Regions from separate parts of the Mus musculus genome. Here region 2 is linked to region 1. Evidence: chromatin contacts called from public promoter capture Hi-C data. All regions are on one chromosome and are shown on one strand. The core of a region is the stretch at or near the end of the contact, and the rest is flanking DNA. Distances in the headings are between cores, read along the strand shown.

The links. Promoter capture Hi-C pulls out the DNA fragments that hold promoters and counts their contacts.
Region 2: a contact with region 1 is called in a promoter capture Hi-C map of frontonasal cranial neural crest. The contact joins the enhancer-like site here to the promoter of Clec9a in region 1. A contact is called at or near these places in 7 of 39 promoter capture datasets (the 3T3-L1 cell line, cranial neural crest, embryonic stem cells and 4 more).

Annotation. Positions count from the first base shown.
Region 1 is chr6:129,406,305-129,411,037 of GRCm38.p6, reverse strand. It overlaps Clec9a (C-type lectin domain family 9, member a), which reads right to left and starts at 2,176. Exons shown (of 7, transcript NM_001205363.1): 1 at 1,993-2,176; 2 at 683-763. The coding sequence starts at 2,083. It also overlaps a transcript of Clec12b not described here.
Region 2 is chr6:131,336,513-131,341,357 of GRCm38.p6, reverse strand. It overlaps a transcript of Styk1 not described here. Among named protein-coding and RNA genes, the nearest start is that of Styk1, 25 kb to the right of the region's middle. Within about 2 kb of position 1,822, at least 39 of the 459 cell types and tissues checked have an H3K27ac peak or open chromatin away from gene starts, as enhancers often do.

The DNA.
Region 1 (4,733 bases), core at 927-3,426:
GAAACTGGAACCAAATACTTCTAAATCTCCCAAACAAAATTACTGGGTATATTATGCTACACACTGTAGCTAAAGGATGAGTTGGAAAAATGAAAATATATGGAAAGGGCACAAAGAAAACTGATCTCTTTGGAAATATGTTTATACTATAATGTTTTCAAATTAATACTTAATTGGCATATGGTGTTAAAGAAAACCCAGAAACACAAGAGGATGAGGGAAAGAGACAAGTCTGCACACACTTTGGAAATGGCTACTCAAGCTTTGCTGGCTAACATCTAGCTTGTACTTGTTAAAATCCTGTGTCCACATGTGCAGTGTGCCTGTACATATATGAATATAATTTGTAGATTATCTTTCAAAAACTATAAATAGTTTACAATCTATAAATAGATTGTTAACCTTCTGCTTTCATGGGAAACACCACATAAATACATCACTCTACAGTGATACAGTGGTTCTAGAAAAATTAATTGCATTCTTTTTACCAGACTCTTTTATCTCGCCATGTGAACTCCTTCTTAATATAAGTCTAACTGACTGTATACCATTTACGTGTGCTTACATAGATCTTAATTTATTTATTCATACATTTATACATGTGAACTTTTAAAATAATAATACAACAATTCATAACCCGTGTTGTTAACAGGTAACACTGAAGATATGCTTTTGTACTTACACTTGATGCCCAAGAAAATGGACGTTGCTAACAAGCCCATACAGACCACACAGGAAATCATCGTCACAACACACCATGCTCCTGAATGTGAAATCAGGCAATGACATGAGTTAGAGAAAGTATTTTCAAGGTGTAATAATGTCAGGATAAGTGGAAGGATTGGGCCTTCCTACTGGAGAAATGCAAAGATTTGAAACTCTAAGAAAATCTTTGCTTAAATTCTCTCAGATGAACCTTATAGCATGGGCTATATCTGACTTGGAAAATACCAAATACAATAGACTTAATAACACCTCTCTTCAATCCTAATGTACACTATTGTGATTTTAAAAATTAATTCCATCTGTCTATCTGTCTGTCTACCTATCTAGTATTTTTCAATAATCTCATTCATACCAACCAGAAAACCTTCTATTCTTAACATGAAGACTCTCTTACCTGTTTTCAGCATCTCTTGAACATGATTCATTGAAGTATTTTTAATTTTAATGAGTAATTTAGAAAAATGAACAAACATTTCCGGCTAATTATACAATTCGTCCAGGAAGAAAAGTGAGTTATTTGGCTTATTACATTATTCATACTAATAAAAAATTGTCCTTACATATTTTAATAGGCCTGATAATGTCTTGCCTGAGATGACTCTGGGTCATCCCTGAAACCTTGAAATGGTGTTTTATGTGACAAAAGATATTCTGAAGCTAATACTATATTAGAGATCTGATTTAGGAAAGTTAGCTTCACTTAGTTAATTTGTAACAAGTCGATACTAAAGACTAATTAATGAAACTACTTGGGAAAATATAATAAAATGCTTTTTAAGCCCACCTAATTATTTGTTGTATGAGGTTATGTATGACACCTAGTTGATGAATTAAAGAAGTGACAATAAAAATACACAAAAACATATATTTGCAAATCTTTTTGCACTGTAGAGTTGTAAAAATAAAAGGTAGCATAAGATGTAGAAACAATTATCAAATACTAAAAACATAACTGCATCAGCTGAAGACATTTTTTCCTAGTTTTTCAACATTTCTTACTATTTTTCAGATAATTTGCTGCCTGTTTTAAGTAAAAGCTAAAATAATTTAAGTGGTATGATTTCTTTTACTTTTTGCAAATTGAGAGAATATATCTCATTTCCTGATCTGAGTGCCCTTCACTTACTCCTCCATGCTGACGAATGTGTCAGGCACACTAGAATATGCTAAAGAGGTTATCTCAGATTAGGAGAAACACTTGGTTTTATCACAGTATACAAACAGAAAAAAATTATAGTTTTCAACTAAGCATTCTAAATTTATTACCTGAACATTTGCTAGGGGATTGGCACTTCTGAGAGGCCTCTGAGGTAGGAATGTCCCACTGAAGAGAGGTATATATTTCTTCCGCATGCATGCTGAAGGTGCTTGGAGTGGTGAAGCAGTCTACATAGGAGCCTGGCACAAAGAACTTCGGTTGTAGTTAGGAGTAGGTTGGTACAAGAAATGGAACTGGCTACTTTTTCACAGTGGTAAAATGCAACAGGGATTAAAGGATGTTCATCATCCAGAAAGTGGAACTTTTGAAGCTTATACTGAAACATAACTCAATAATGAAGAAATGAGAATTATTGAGCTCAAAATAGCTACTACCAAATTAAACTGTTGCTCTGCTTTCCACATAGTATCAGATGCTGGAGGTAAGCTGCACAGTATGGACTTCTATTTGCTATAAACTATGAAGCAAAAAGATGATGCAGCGAATAAAGATAAAGGCCATTAAATCTAGACAAATCAACTTGTACATAGCTTTTGGATTTCCAAACAAGAAAGCTTAGGAGAGATTTCATCCCTAAATTTATTTCCAATCAGTCTGCTGATTAGGGTAATACTGACTGTTATTATAAGTAAACTTCAAAATACCAGTCAACACTGGCAACATTTAGATCTCCCTCATAGTTTGTACCCAGAGATACTAGTTCTCCCAAAAGGGGCCTGGGTTTCTTTCATCTTCTGGAATATTGGAGCCATGATGGGAAAGGGAAAGAGAAGGTGAAGAACCCACACTTGCTTCTTGAAAGCCATAATCTGGGAGTGTTGGGAATCACAGCCATCTCTATCCATTGCATTTCCATATTGGACATGAAGGTTGGGTTTTCCTGGCAGCATTGTCCAGAGGTAACTTTGCTCTTGCAGGAGGAATCAATTATTTAATGGATGGATGACCAGTTTCAGCACATCCTGTGACTACAGCATTTGTACTGAGAACTCTGATCTCTTAGACACCATTTATTTCTAGGCTACTTGTCCTTATGTCCAAAGGTCATTTCTCAATTGTGTTCTTTTATTTATTTATTTATTTATTTTTAGAGTCTCACTGGATCAATCGTTCTTCATCACAAATGGCACATTCAGGAGGTGATATAAGGGAACTTACTAATAGGACTACAGTTTTGGAAAAGGTTAATAGGAAAGAAAGAAGGGGATCAATGTTGACATATGTACTACAGGGCTGCTGTCACCCTATGGCCTAAAACAGTAAGGAGAATGTTCACTGGGACTTCGTGGTCTGCCTCACTACAGCGAAGGGCTGGTATACAGATCATCAAGTTTTATCAATCTAAGACACATAAGGGATCTGAATTATACTTCTGACCATAACCCATGTGTCTCAGAGGCTCAGTTTGCCCGGAAAATGTATTCATTTGTGTTTAGCTTCCTGAGACATAAGGAGTAGCTGGTGGGGTCATTAGGGACAAATGGAAACGGACTAGCACATTCTGCCAACATTTCCTGTGGTGTTCCTGGCCTGAAAACAGAGTAACTGAACTCCAGATAACCCTCTGCATATTCTAAGCTCTACCAGATGGAGAAAAGAGGAAGAAACCACACCAACAAATAATATTGTAACTAACCTCAGGAGCCAGACTTCATGAGCTACTACTCATTTTCCAGTTTCTCTTCTCATTTTAGCAGCACTGAAACCAAAGCTTGAATAGTGTTTTCCCAGGACAATCCACTCTCAGGGAAATGTCTGCAAGGGAGCCATTGGTTTCTCCCAACAAAAAAACCCATGTGCTACATGTAGTGTTCTGCTCTTGTTTGTTTTAAATATTTACTGTTTATTATTCAATGTGTTCTTAAAAACTATTTTAAAGCCAGATCACAGTATTGCTTCCTTACTACAGTTCTGTGAAGCAGAAGGGTAAGTTGGCTCTAAGTCAGGCACAGAGAAGTCCGTTTAGCTGGTTTCATGCTGAGTGTTTGAAATGAAGTGCTCTGATCATAGAATCTGGGTTGTTTTTGTTTCACTATATGCTTCAGGCACGAGTATAAGGGAAAAGAGAGACTTTGTAGGTACAGTTTGATTTTTGTAGGTACAGGCTGGTCTCACCTTCTGTATATGTTTAGCTGGGCATTAAATATGTTTCCTCTAAGGCTGTGTGTTGTAGTAATATATAAATATGCTGAAGAGAGGAAAAACACTAACATTCAGACATAGGGTTGATGTTTGGATAGGTTCTGAATAATTAGCCCCCAGTTGTTTTGTGCAAATGGACAGTTTCATACCAGAAGTTCAGCCTTGAATCCCCATCTCCAAAGGGGGTGGGGGAGCCAAGACTTCTCATCTCACAAGGCCAATATCTTGTTTTTTAAAATAAAAATGCCAAATAAATTTTGTTGTTTTCCTGTAACCCAGAAATCTATTCCCTTAAGAAGAGTCCAAAATAAACTAAAGAGCAGATTTGTCATGCACAGAGCTGTAAAACTAACATTTTTTAGTATCATGCGGTTGATGTTCTCACCAATATTTTATATTATTACATCAGAGATCATCACAATTCTCGTCTGGATAGGGTAATCAGCTCACTGTATATGCAAGGAAATAGTGTTAGAGACTAAACCATTTGCTCCAAAACACATAGGGAATAAGTGCTAAATCAATGTTTATTGAAAAGTCTTAAGAGTGGACTGCTTACAACAGGGTCACAGGGAGTGTGTATTAAAAACAGATTTCTATATCTCCTCAGCCTTCTGAGTTCCATCTATATTCCTGATTGAGCATG
Region 2 (4,845 bases), core at 573-3,072, 1.9 Mb before region 1:
AACACACACTGAACTGATGAGTTTTTAAAACATATGTAGGTTTATTTCTTCAACTTTAGTAGAAAAAAAGGCTATTCTGTGCATGTCTCTGTTCTAAGTTGGAAAATGCTTGAGGGAGTTGAGAGAGAAGAAGCAAGCATAGTACCCTAGACAGCTTTAATCATTTCGAAAATTAATACCAGCACAATATCTGTTCTGTGTGCAGTGCAAAAAGCACCAGCTTGTTGTCTCCTTTATGTCACATACCATAGACAGCAGTTAACAAAAAACAAACACCGTGGGTTTCTAAGGTAATATAATACAATTAGTAGTTATCCCCCGTGAATTACATAGTATTTATATAACACAGCCACCTGAAGCTTTCATGAATGTTTTGTTTGATTGTTGAAATTCTTTAAAAATGATACCTTTTCTTTGTCCTGAAGGATATGAGGAACATGGAGCTCTCTTTTGAGTAATAGCAATGTTTTGACACGAGATAGAATTGCTAGGCACTCAAATAAACACACTAAATGCCACTGAATTATGTACTTTAAAATGACCATGACCTGGTGAGATGGGAGGTTCTTGACATGCAAACCTGATGACCTGAGTTAGATCCTGGGAACTCATAGAGTGAAAGCAGAGAATTTACTCCTTTAAATTGTCCACAACAAATGTACAGATGGACACATACATGTAAATCCAGCTTAAAAAATCAAAAAACAAAATGCAAAAAAACAAAAAAGCTTGAGGCAAAACAGGTGGATTTCTCAAAAAACAAAACAAAACAAAACAAACAAACAAAAAAAACCAAAAAAAAAAAAAAAACCCCAAAAAACAAGAGGAAGAAATAAAGGAAAAATGATTAAGTTTATGTTAAGTAAATCTTACTTCAACAAAACATTTGAAAAGACTTAAAATATTTTGTATGTCACTGTTCATTGTAACATATAGAAGGGAAAACTGGAAATTACCATGGTAAATGGTATTTAAAGTAAATGCATACAAGTATTCACACAATCCAGTGATTCAGCCTCAAAAAATAAATGAAGCAATGACTCACGTCTGGAAAACGTTACACTAAGTGAAGGAATGCAGCCACAGAAGGCCACATAATAAATTAATCAGTTAATATGAAATGCCCAGGATGGGATAGCAGACATAGAAAGAAAATGGCTACCCAGTGCCCTGGGTTAGGGGGTGGGTGTACTGGCCAATCATTGCTACTGATTAGGTGTTTCATTTCAGAAGGTTATACAAACATTTCCTTTTAAAAAATATTTATTTTCGTGTGTATGGTGTTTTGCCTGGATGTAAGTATGTGTACACCGTATGTGCCTGGTGCTCAGGGAAGCCAGAGGAAGAGGTCAGGTCCCCTGGAATTGGAGTTATAAACAATTGTGAGTCACCAGGAATCAAACCTGAAAGAGCAAGTGCTTCTAACCACTGAGCCATCTCCTCAGCCCAGTGACATATTTTAAAGTCATATGGTGATGACAGTTTTGTAACTGTGAATCTACTGAAAACAACTTTTTAAAATTTGAAATGTCCAATTTTAGGATACACAATTTAAAAAGCAACATTAAAGATACTTCTAACTTTGCAAAATAAAGAAGGGAAGGAGAGAAGCAAGACAAAGGTAGGAAAGTTGAGAGAGAAAAAACTGGAAGAAGGACAGAAGAGCTTTAAAGAGATAGTGCAGTATAGGGTAAAAATCAAGAACATAGACTTAGGGCCAAAGTCTCTCCATCTGTGAGAATTTTATGATTCACTATATGCAGTGCACATGTGAGTATGTTGTCCATGTTCAGCATCATAAACACAGTTAAAAGCATTAGGTAATAGGGAGAGAAAGCCAGAAACCAGTAAGCTCAGGCTGAGTGTCAGTTAAGGAACCATAGGGCGGGGCAGAGGTCGATTATTCGAACTTTGGTCTCCTGATGGGGGAGAGGCTGGGGTGTGATATGGAGATGCAGATAGTTTCCTGGTCCAGTATTTTTTTTTTTTTTTTTTTTTTTTTTGTTGTTGTTAGTTTGTTTTTGTTGTTGAGTCAGAGTCCCACTCTAGTTTAGGCTGGCTATGGAGCAATAACTGACCTCTAAACCTCTTCAGTCTTCCTGGCTCAGTCTCTCAAATTCTGGGGTTACGGGTTTGAGTTACTCTTTCAAGCTGTACCTGGGTCCTGTGAAGTCCAAACGCCTATGAAGAGATGGTGAATAGCACTTCATGAGTTTTGTTGCTTAATGCAAATAATGACTAGACACACAATTCTGAGGAGAATTCTTCTAGAAGTTAAGCAGGAAACAGGTCATCTTTGTCCTCTTGGTCTAGGTGTGTGTGTGTGTGTGTGTGTGTGTGTGTGTGTGTGTGTACATGTGAGTGCAACTACCTATGCTGATGGCCATAGTCTGTACTACTACTGCCTGATACCATGCTGAAGTCCATGGAATGGGCTGACACTGGAGGCCAGATGAATGTCTGTGTTCCATGCTCTTACCAGATACCATGTGGAAGTTCATGAACCATGCTCCTGCTGACTATAAAGGACAAGAAAACTTCTTGTGCAGTAGTATTGAAGAATGCAGACTCACAGTTGAAAAACAGACATAAAATGCTCTGTGACAAATAGAATTGAAGACCTAGAACTGAACCCACAAACCTATGGTCACTTGATCTTTGACAAAGGAGCTAAAACCATCCAGTGGAAAAAAGACAGCATTTTTAGCAAATGGTGCTGGTTCAACTGGAGGTCAGCACATAGAAGAACGCAAATCGACCCATTCTTATCTCCTTGTACAAAGCTCAAGTCCAGGTGGATCAAGGACCTCCACATAAAACCACATATACTAAAACTAGTTGAGGAGAAAGTGGGGAAGAGCCTTGAACACATGGACAGGGGAAAAATTCCTGAACAGAACACTGATGGCTTAGACTCTGAGATCAACAATCAAAAAATGGGACCTCATAAAATTGCAAAGCTTCTGTAAGGCAAAGAACAATGTCAATAGGACAAAACGGCAACTAACAGAGTGGGAAAAGATCGTCACCAATCCTACATCCAATAGAGGGATAATATCCAATATATACAAAGAATTCAAGAACTTAAACTCCAGAGAATCAAGTAACCCTATTAAAAATTGAGTACAGAGCTAAAGAAAGAATCCTCAATTGAGGAAAACCAAATGGACGAGAAGCACCTAAAGAAACGTCCAACATCCTTAGTCATCAGGGTAATACAAATCAAAACAACCCTGAGATTCTACCTCATACCAGTCAGAATGGCTAAGATCAAAACCTCAGGTGACAGCAGATGCTGGCAAGGATGTGGAGAAAAAGGAACGCTCCTCCACTGTTGGTGGGATTGCAAGCTTGTACAACCACTCTGCAAATCAGTTTGGTGGTTCCTCAGAAAATTGGACGTAGTATTACCTGAGGACCCAGCTATACCACTCCTGGGCATATACCCAAAAGATTCTCCAACAGATAACAAGGATATATGCTATACCATGTTCATAGCACCCTTATATATAATAAGCAGAAGCTGGAAAGAGCCCAGATGTTCTTCAACAGAGGAATGGATAGAGAAAATGTGGTACATTTACACAATGGGATACTACTCAGCTATTAAAAACAATGAAATTATGAAATTCCTAGGCAAATGGATGAAACTAGAAAATATCATCCTGAGTGAGGTAACCCAATCACAAAAGAACACACACGGTATGCACTCACTAGTAAGTGGATATTGGCTCAGAAGCTCAGAAAACCCAAGATACAATTCACAGACCACATGAAGCTCAAAAAGAAGGAAGACCAAAGTGTGGGTGCTTTGGTCCTTCTTAAAAAGGGGAACAAAATAACTCATGGTGCCAAATACAGAGACATAGTGTGGAGCAGAGACTAAAGGAAAGGCCATCCAAAGACTGCCCCACCTGGGGATCCATCCCATATACAGTCACCAAACCCAGACACTATTGTGGATGCCAAGAAGTGGATGCTGACAGGAGCCAGATAGAGCTGTCTCCTGAGAGTCTTTGCCAGAGCCTGACAAATACAGAGGCGGATGCTTGCAGCCAATCATTGGACTGAGGAAAGCGTCCCCAATGGAGGGGTTAGAGAAAGGACTGAAGGAGGTGAAGAGGTTTGCAATCCTATAGGAAGAACAGCAATAGCAACCAACCAGACCCTCTCGAGATCCCAGGGAGTAAACCACCAACCAAGGAGTACACATGGAGGGACCCATGGTTCCAGCTTCATATGTAGTAGAGGATGGCCTTGTCAGGCATCAATGGGAGGAGAAGCCTTTGGCCTTGTGAAGGCTTGATGCCCTAGTGTAGAGGAATTTGAGGTCAGGGAGGTGGGAGTGAGTTGGTGCGTGGGTGAACACCCTCAGGATGGGAGTTTCTTGGGTGAGGGGAAATCAGGAAAGGGGATACCATTTGAAATGTAAATAAAGGAAATATCCAATAAAAAAAGCCCTGTATCACTATGACAGCCCCCACCCCTCAAAACAAACAAACAAACAAAAAAGTAACACCCTAGATGGGAAGCCATGAAAGAGATGTAAAATATGGGGCTTTTCTATACCCCCCATTGCATCCGAATTATGATATGGAGACCTGGTATATTTATTAAAAAGCATCTTGCATTGTAGCTGGGCAGAGTTAATAACTATCCTAACCCAACTACACTGCCTATTAGCCAGCCCTTTGCCCCATTACCTACCATCTTAGTCTTGCCCTGGCTGCTCCTGCTCCATCCATGTCTTCCTGGTGCCTTTCTGGTAAAGCTCTCATGGTGAATCTCCTCTCTTCTTGGTCCCCACCTGAGACCATCTCACTGGGATCAGAACTCGCACCTCAT